3 separate regions of the Mus musculus genome follow, and all the other regions are linked to region 3. A link is a contact called in public Hi-C and promoter capture Hi-C data. All regions are on one chromosome and are shown on one strand. The core of a region is the stretch at or near the end of the contact, and the rest is flanking DNA. Distances in the headings are between cores, read along the strand shown.

Region 1 (2,700 bases), core at 142-2,641, 290 kb after region 3:
GTCTTTCCATGTTTTATTAGAATCATCGCTCTACCAGGAAGATCAGCAAATCACATACAACCCTTTTCCAGTGTGTTGCTTTCATTTTATCTTTGTCTCCCCCCCCCCCCCCGCACACACACACACACACACACACACACACACACACACACAAATAGAAAAATTAGTGGATGGTAAGAAATGTTTTATTGTAACACCTTTGTTTATATAAAATGTTTCCAGTAACTTTATTGAAGTGTGGAGCATCTCAGAATGAAAATGAACAATCCGGTCTAAACATCCAGGGACCACTTGTGTGTGGGCAGTGTTTTCATAGCTCTTGGGTCTAGACCTAGGAATGGCAGAGCTGGATTTATGATGAACTTCCAAACTGGTTTCCAAAGTAGTATCATTCTTGCCAGCCATATGTGAGGCTTCCAGTTCTTTCAAATCCCAATCAACAGAGTCCATTGTTTTCCTTACAGCCAGTCTATATGGGTATGAAATGCTATGATCCCAGGATTTTAAGTTCCAAGCAATCTTAAAACTGTTTGTTTGTTTATTAGAGAGAGAGAGAAAGCAAGTGAGCACATGAACAAGAGAGAGAACGAATGTGTGCATGTGCGTCTACATGTGTTTGACATAAGCATGTGGGCACCATGGTGGGCATGTGGAGATCAGAGGACAACTTTGTAGAGTCGGTTCTCTCCTTTCGGCTTTCCATGGGCTCTGGGAATCAAACTGAGGTGTCTGACAAGCGCCTTTGCCTGCTGAGTCATCTCCCCAGTCCTATGCAACACATTTACAAAAACACTTAGTTAAAAATAATTATTTCGGGGAAGCAATGTCCCCGTGTTTAAAAACACTTCCTGCTCTTGTAGAGGATTTGAGTTAAGTTTCCAGAACTCATGTTGGGAAGGTCACTACTGCCTAGAACTCAAGCTCCAGAGGATCTGATGCCCTCTCTGACCCACAGGCATGTGGATGTACGTGTACACACACACACACACACACACACACACACACACACACACAATTTTAATAATAGTTCTTTAACTGGATGTGTTGGGAAATGCCATTGATGAGTGAGTTTTATGTGAATGTGAAGCTCATTTGGCTCTATTCCATTCCTTTGGTCATTTTGTATTTTTTTTCTATTTTAACCCAAGTTCCATACAGTGTTGATCCCTCTAGAAATCGCTTTACTATATTTGGAGACTTTCTCCACATGCTTGCCTGCCTATCCCCCAAATGGCCTTTTGATAGAATTGCCTTCGGTTTTTCTGTCTTGTGCGTTCCTGAGGATTGACCCCAGGGTCTTGTGCTTGCTAAATACATGCATACACACTGCACACCAAGCTGCAGCCTGCACCCTTAATTATTCGATTCTAACTGAAAATGCCTTGTGCTGTAATATTGGCACCCTATTGCCACACATCCTGTTTGCTTATTTCTCCAAATGACTGTCCCCATCCTCACATCTCTAGGGTGTTCTGGTCGACTTTAAGTGGCATTGCCTTCTGCCTGCATACCAACTTAGAGATTTTTTTTCTTTCTGCTTTCTGTGGTCACAGGCAGCTGTGTCTTAGTCACTTCAAACTGCTGTAACAGAATAACACAGTCTAGGTGTCAATTATAGCTCACAGCCTCAGAGGCTGGGAGGCCCCAGATCTGGATTCCAGTACATCCACTGGAGGTTCAGAGCTGCTTGCTATGTTTTCATCAGGGTAGAAAGAGACATTACTTCCTGTATCTTCTTGTAGATACATTTGTGTCACCTTGAAGATCTACCTCACAACTCTGTTGCATCTCTGAATCTCCTGGTGCTGTTGTACCAAATTCACTGTAGAGAACATTAACTTTGTATCACAGTAAGGTAGACTACCTCTGCGGCTTCACCCTGCTGCTCTTCTTCCTTTAGACAGGGTCTTACATAGGCCAGGCTGACCTTGAACTCACTCTGAAACTGAAGATATTCTTGAACTCCTGGTTCTTCTGCTTTCACCTTGCAAGTGCTAGGATTGCACACATGCGTGCCCAGCACTTGTTTGCTTATTTAAAAACTTTAAACTATTAAGAAAGACGGCTCCAAATGTTGAGCTCCTGGGGACTTTGTGGGCAAGGACAGAGGCTGGCATTTGTGGTGAGGACTTTTCCACTTTTGTGCAAATGAGTAAGCTGAGTCCAACTATGGACTTATGATGCCCAGGCTTTTAGTTAAAGGAGGTAGGGGAAGTCATCCTGTGTTCCTTGTTTGGCAAGATGGCAGCAGGATGACTGGGCTGTGCCAACTCCAGGAACATACAGAACTTGGTTGGGAAGAACTCGATTGGTTTGTGAAGGTGAAGGACCTTTGAGGGTCAAGTGTCCTCTGAGGCAGGGACTGGGGTCCTGGACACAGCATCATTCCTCTTGAGTTTGGAAGAGGGGGAGAGCACCTTGTTTTCTCTCTCTTTAGGACCTGAGCCATAGAAACAGCCTATAAACTGAGGGTCAGAGGGCAAAGTCCAGACACTCAGAAGACCCTCTATATGGGGACACCATCTATCATGATCCAAGAAGCCAGGTAAATGGATTTTCCTCCCCTTCCCTCTTTTCCTTTCCCCTCCCATCTCTTCCTTCTCTCTCTAACTGTGGCCAAGACTCCCAACCCCACTTCCCTGAGTCATTGGTCAGCTGTACCCTTTTGCTGCTGTAGATGGAAACTAAGAGTAGACAAGG
Region 2 (2,700 bases), core at 151-2,650, 260 kb after region 3:
GGGTCATGGGTGTGCTGATGACCCTGCCCTACAGTGCTAATGCACTGTCTCCCCATTCCTCCCCCAGAGCATTCTGGGAAAGTTGCTTCACTGTGGGATGTCACAGAAACCATCCTCAGGAGGAGCCTGGCCTCCTGTTCTGGGACAAAGACAAGAGGCAGGGCAGGTTGTAGAACTTGGAACAGAGACAGGAACTTTCCAGGGCTGACGCTGGCCCTGTAGTCCTTTTCTTACCGCCCACCTCTTTCCATCCCTTATCCCTGCACCAAGCTTTCTTCTGTAGCCTAGGCAACCCTTGCACCCAGGGACCAGCAGAGACACACCTGGAGGCCGCGCTTGTCCAGGTCAGGTCTCAGGTGATGAGCCGCTGTCGCCACTGGACCCTGGACCCAACTCCACGAAGTTTTGCTCAGTGGCTCCTCCTGCCTTCATCCTACATCGTCTCTGGGAAGTGTAGAAAGAAGGGTTGTGCGGGTCCTGCTGCGCTCTGGCCCCACCCACTTCCTGGCAGATGCCCACCTTACCCAGTCTCAGTAGTCAGAGAGGCATGTCCCGCTGCGATCTCCAAGCCGCGGCGGGTTCCGGGCACGCTACTCGCGCGCCCTGGGGCTGGCACTTTGAATCCACGTGATTTCTCGGCAGCGGCAGTAGAGTCTATGAACTAGCGAACAGCGCCCGCTCAGTGGCCACTTTCAGTTTCCACAGAGCGCGGTGGAGAGGGAGCTGAACTGGTGAGTTACCTGCCCAAGCCGGGGCGCGGAGGGAGATCTGTGCCTAGAGAGAGGAGGGGGTGTCAGGGGCTAGGTGGATAGACAAACGGACTGAGGGGCCCGGGTGGGTTGGGGTACTGGTGGCTTAGCAAAATGCAGTCGGACACTGTAATTTGGGGACCACAGAAATTGGAGGGAGTGGCTCAGTTTGGGAAAAAACTTTGTATGTCTGTGCGCCCCCTCTCCTGGTGCCTGCCACACTTGTCATCCCCCACCCCCAACCATACTTTCTTCTTGTTTTTTTTTTTTTCTTTTCAATGCCTTTGCTTTAATAATAATCCAGAAGCCGCCCTGTTTGCTACATATAATTCTGAATTTTCAGCCAAAACAACAAAACAAACAAACAAACAAACAAAACCCCACCTTTTATTAGACAGATAGAATTTGGCTGAACCGTAGCAACTTGCTGTTCTATAGAGGAAAGCTGCGTTCTCTAAGAGTTGCCAACCTCAGGTCGGTGGCTTCTGGCTACCAACATTGTGTTGGAACAAATACTAGATATTAAGGAATGTACAAAAAGACAGGGATCTTTAAAAACAAAAACAAAAACAAAACAGAATATTGTGTTTTAAAAGAGAACGATGTTTCTTGAATGTCCATCACCTGTATTTCTAATGATCATTGAAACTTTCCAGTCACAAGGGTAAGCCTGGGCAGCCTTTTGTCCCTGGCCTACCACAATGCCACGTGGGGTTTAAACCATTTTTTTTCCACTCAGAAAAGCTGAGCTGGGAGCTCTGGGAGGTTCCTGGAGAATTCTGGGTCTTCAGTACTATTGGTATATATTGTCAGGATTCTTCTGAAAAGGGCGGGAGGGGCTTCATACAGAAAAGGTATTTTGAAAATTGACCTTCATGATTGGGGGAAAAGGCTAGAAAATGACCAAAGGTGGGTGTAGCTGAGCCATACCTGCAGCTTTCTCTTCCTGAATCGCTTTCTTGCAAAGAAAGGAAACCCGGAAACCTGCCAGGTTCCCTCTGGGATGTAGCTCAGAGACAGGGCAGACCCTGGTTTGAGTCCCCGGCGCCACAAAAATAAGGCACCAGGCCTGAGCTCCCACCAGAGAACAGAGTGGGCGGGAGTGACTGGAAGTTCATAAGGCCCCTCATGGTGTACTGTCCACAGACCAGCACCAGCAATTATGCCTTGCCTGCCCTGCCTCCAGGACCAGCGCCCATCTGTCTTGGAATAGGACCTCTGGGTGCTCTCAATACTGTGCATCATGACCATGAGTTACGATTTCAGATCTTGGAAGGTTGGTTCCCCATCTATAGTACAGACATTATGTTCAAAATTTATCTCCTGAATCGAGTGAGACGAAATAGAAACAATGCCTCGGCCACAAGTGTGAGGAGCCTGGGGTCCTGATGGGACAAATGCCGAAGCTAAGGGAACGCCTTAGTGCCTTAGTCTGCTTAGTCCGGTCTGCCCAGAAAGCACAGGTTGGCCTGATCTCAGAAGCTAAGTATGCTTAGGCCTAGTAAGCACTTGGTTGGGAAAGTCTGCCTAGACCTGTTCCCGGACCAGCCCGAGGATAGCAGTACCTGGTCAATGTCTATGTGCTCTCTCTCTCTCTCTCTCTCTCTCTCTCTCTCTCTCTCTCTCTCTCTCTCTCTCTCTTTCTCTCTTCCCTCTAGAAAGAGTTCAACAAAACTCTGTAGATTCTCTTCTCCCATATTTTGTGCTGTGTGTTGGGTAAAGAAGACATCCCCACTGCCTCTGAACGTGACCTTATTTGGACACAGGGTGACTGCAGACACTTAAGATGAGGTTGTAGGGTGGGCCCAGTAAGACTTCTGCCCACTAATAGAGGCGATCAGCATATCCACATAGATACCTCAGGAAGGCGGCCATCTTGGGGAGGCAGAGACTGCAACTACAAGCTGAAAGACAAAAATCCCAGCAACCAAAGTGTCCCAATCGGAAAGAG
Region 3 (2,700 bases), core at 144-2,643:
GGGCAGGAATAACCGTACCGTGGGTTAGTTACCTCCATGAATTTACGGGACTTGGCCAGCGGTGACTGCCAACAACATCCTGGCTTGAGGCTGGAGTTACAGCAAAGACTGCTCTGGGGTCAGTCTGGAAAGGGAGCACGGGAGCCCAGAAATCAATCCGGTTCAAGTTCATAGCCAGGGCAGCCACAGAAAGTGCCAGGAAGGGAAAGGACACGGTGTTTAATCACACAATCCATGGACAGCCGTGGGCATCCAGTAATGCCTGGAATGAGTCAAGAAGGCATTGCCCCAGTTTTCACTAAGAGCTGCGAGGACAGCCTGTCCTGTTACAACCCACCCACAGCCTCCGTTGAAAGTATCCGAGTCGGCCTGCCGGGAAGCTTCCGGCACCAGTTTCCTGGCTCTGCAGATGACACAGACATTCCAGCTATGACTTCCAGTCTGATTTCAGCAGACTTAAGCAAGTGGGGAAACACCATGTACCTCCAGGGGAAGAAATTTTGGCTGCCATCTCCACCCTTCCCCTCAGCATCCACCCGTGGGTGGAGGTGGGTCGGGTTACGTGGGGCTTTCCATCCGTGTGTTTCAGAACACCACCATCTGGCCCTTCCTACTTGGCAAACACCCTGGCAAAGGGCCCTGGTCCATATCCTCCCAGAATGGACTGCTTTCGTTCTCTTGAATTCCACCTCCAGCAAAGACCCCCACCATTTTTTCCTGTCACTCGCTGCCCTCCCCCCGCCCCCCAAGAGTAAGTCTTAGCACAAGGCTTGTGTCTATGGTCTCTAGTCTCTTGACAACTGGCTGGTGCCTTAGTGGATTCGAACCCTACACTCATCTTGGGCAAGTGACTATGTGACTGCGTCTCCGTTTCCACTTTTCTACGGTGAGAATAATGAACACTCCAACCAGCGTTTGTAAGGAAAAACGACAGCTCTTACGGTGCCCGCAGCACGTGACACGCAGGGGGGCAGGAGTACATCACCAACAGCAGTTAAGCCAGGGGTAGGGCTGGTTTTTGTAACCGGTTCACACTGCCAGCTAAGTTTTCCTGTACGCAGGGTCTCCAAGCCCCGCTTTCACCCAGGTTAGCACACAAGACATGCGCGGAAACTGTGTCCCCGTGGCGTGATCTGGGCGGCCAGAGGTCTCGTCGCTCAGCATCGCCTCTGCACCCGGCCCCTCGGGCCCCGGGGCACCGCAAAGGGCGCGCGCGGGAGCAAGCAGGTGTCCTGGAACCGGTTCCCACCGGATCGCAGACCCTTTGCGCTCAGCTCCTTTGCTCTCAGTCCCTGAGCCCAGAGAAAGGGGGTGTGACTCAGCGCGGGGGGTGGGGGGAGGGCGTGTGCAGGCTCTGTCCCACGAGCAAAAAGAGGGCCGCTTGCAGAATTCGGGTCGTGCGCAGGCCCAGGGGCGTGTGCTGGCCATATCCCTTGAGCCAGAAAAAGGGCGTGTGCAGGCGGCGGGGGCGCGTGCATGGTGCCTTCCACCCGGGCGGAGCTTTTGCGCTCGACCCAATACTCTCCGCTATAAAGGTCGCGCTCCGCGTGCTTCTCTCCATCACGCTCCTAGAACTCTTCAAACCGATCTCTCGTCGATCTTCAACCGCCGCCTCCACTCGCCATGGACCCCAACTGCTCCTGTGCCTCCGGTAAGGGGGACTGCTGACGGGATTTCTGGGAGAGCTAGACAGGCTTTTTGGCCCCTCCTTTAGTAATTACTTTAAGGGTACGACCGGCTACCCCTTCCGAATGAATTCTGAAGCACTCCTGCTCCTTTAAACTAGTCCTTGAGATAGTGGCTCGCCTACCCGGGTGATTTGCCTCACCTTCCTAGGAGAACAGCGTTCAGGTACTCCCGGGTCCCACTCAACCGCGCTCACTGACTGCCTTCTACTTTTAGATGGATCCTGCTCCTGCGCTGGCGCCTGCAAATGCAAACAATGCAAATGTACTTCCTGCAAGAAAAGTAAGTTGGATCTTCTCTGCCATTTCCCCGTCACTCTCCTGGGGTCCCTAGCCCGCCGCGCCGCGCCTTCCCTCCCGGGAGCGTTCAGGTGGTGTGCCTCTGACAAGGTTTCTCGCTCACGTTCAACTCTTCTCTCCCCACAGGCTGCTGCTCCTGCTGCCCCGTGGGCTGTGCGAAGTGCTCCCAGGGCTGCATCTGCAAAGAGGCTTCCGACAAGTGCAGCTGCTGTGCCTGAAGGGGGGCGGAGGGGTCCCCACATCTGTGTAAATAGACCATGTAGAAGCCTAGCCTTTTTTGTACAACCCTGACTCGTTCTCCACAACTTTTTCTATAAAGCATGTAACTGACAATAAAAGCCGTTGACTTGATTAATTCAGCTTGTCTCTGTGCATTGGTTAAGGGCTGGCAGAGGCGTTGAGATGGGACTGCAGCAGCTGAATTTGAGCTAGTCGGATTATATTTCTCTGGACTTTGACCGCCTAGAAAGTGGTCATGCAGAAGCATGCATTGGTCACAGAAATGGGCCATTCCTACTGGGCGTGTGTGTGTGTGTGTGTGTGTGTGTGTGTGTGTGTGTGTGTGTGTGTGTATTGGGGATTAAACCGAAAGCTTCCTGCTTACTAAACCCAGGTGCTCTAATGCGCCACATCCCTACCCCTAATTATTTTCGGTTTTTAGGCTTAAAGTATGAAATACCTGTAAATAAAAATGGGAGTGAGTCAGATATGACGT

What was found. Hi-C and Micro-C count contacts between places; a contact is called where the count stands out from the background. Capture Hi-C pulls out chosen DNA fragments and counts their contacts.
Region 1: a contact with region 3 is called in a Hi-C map of liver, with 1.6 times the contacts expected there. The contact joins the enhancer-like site here to the promoter of Mt2 in region 3. A contact is called at or near these places in 1 of 484 Hi-C or Micro-C datasets (liver) and 2 of 115 datasets of contacts at active chromatin or transcription factors (effector CD8 T cells and memory CD8 T cells).
Region 2: a contact with region 3 is called in a promoter capture Hi-C map of adipose tissue. The contact joins the promoter of 9330175E14Rik here to the promoter of Mt2 in region 3. A contact is called at or near these places in 1 of 39 promoter capture datasets (liver), 1 of 115 datasets of contacts at active chromatin or transcription factors (effector CD8 T cells) and 1 of 9 other capture datasets (adipose tissue).

Annotation. Positions count from the first base shown.
Region 1 is chr8:94,457,255-94,459,954 of GRCm38.p6, forward strand. It overlaps a transcript of Nlrc5 not described here. Among named protein-coding and RNA genes, the nearest start is that of Nlrc5, 14 kb to the right of the region's middle. Within about 2 kb of position 1,392, at least 56 of the 459 cell types and tissues checked have an H3K27ac peak or open chromatin away from gene starts, as enhancers often do. A contact at or near this core is called in effector CD8 T cells, liver and memory CD8 T cells, where this site is marked.
Region 2 is chr8:94,433,703-94,436,402 of GRCm38.p6, forward strand. It overlaps 9330175E14Rik (RIKEN cDNA 9330175E14 gene), which reads right to left and starts at 1,401. Exons shown (of 3, transcript NR_015514.2): 1 at 1,134-1,401; 2 at 525-774; 3 at 1-444. It also overlaps a transcript of Nlrc5 not described here.
Region 3 is chr8:94,171,225-94,173,924 of GRCm38.p6, forward strand. Mt2 (metallothionein 2) reads left to right here and starts at 1,394. Exons shown (of 3, transcript NM_008630.2): 1 at 1,394-1,651; 2 at 1,903-1,968; 3 at 2,112-2,343. The coding sequence starts at 1,624. The coding sequence ends at 2,203. It overlaps Gm39227 (a long non-coding RNA gene), which reads right to left and starts at 431. Exons shown (of 3, transcript XR_879107.2): 1 at 33-431.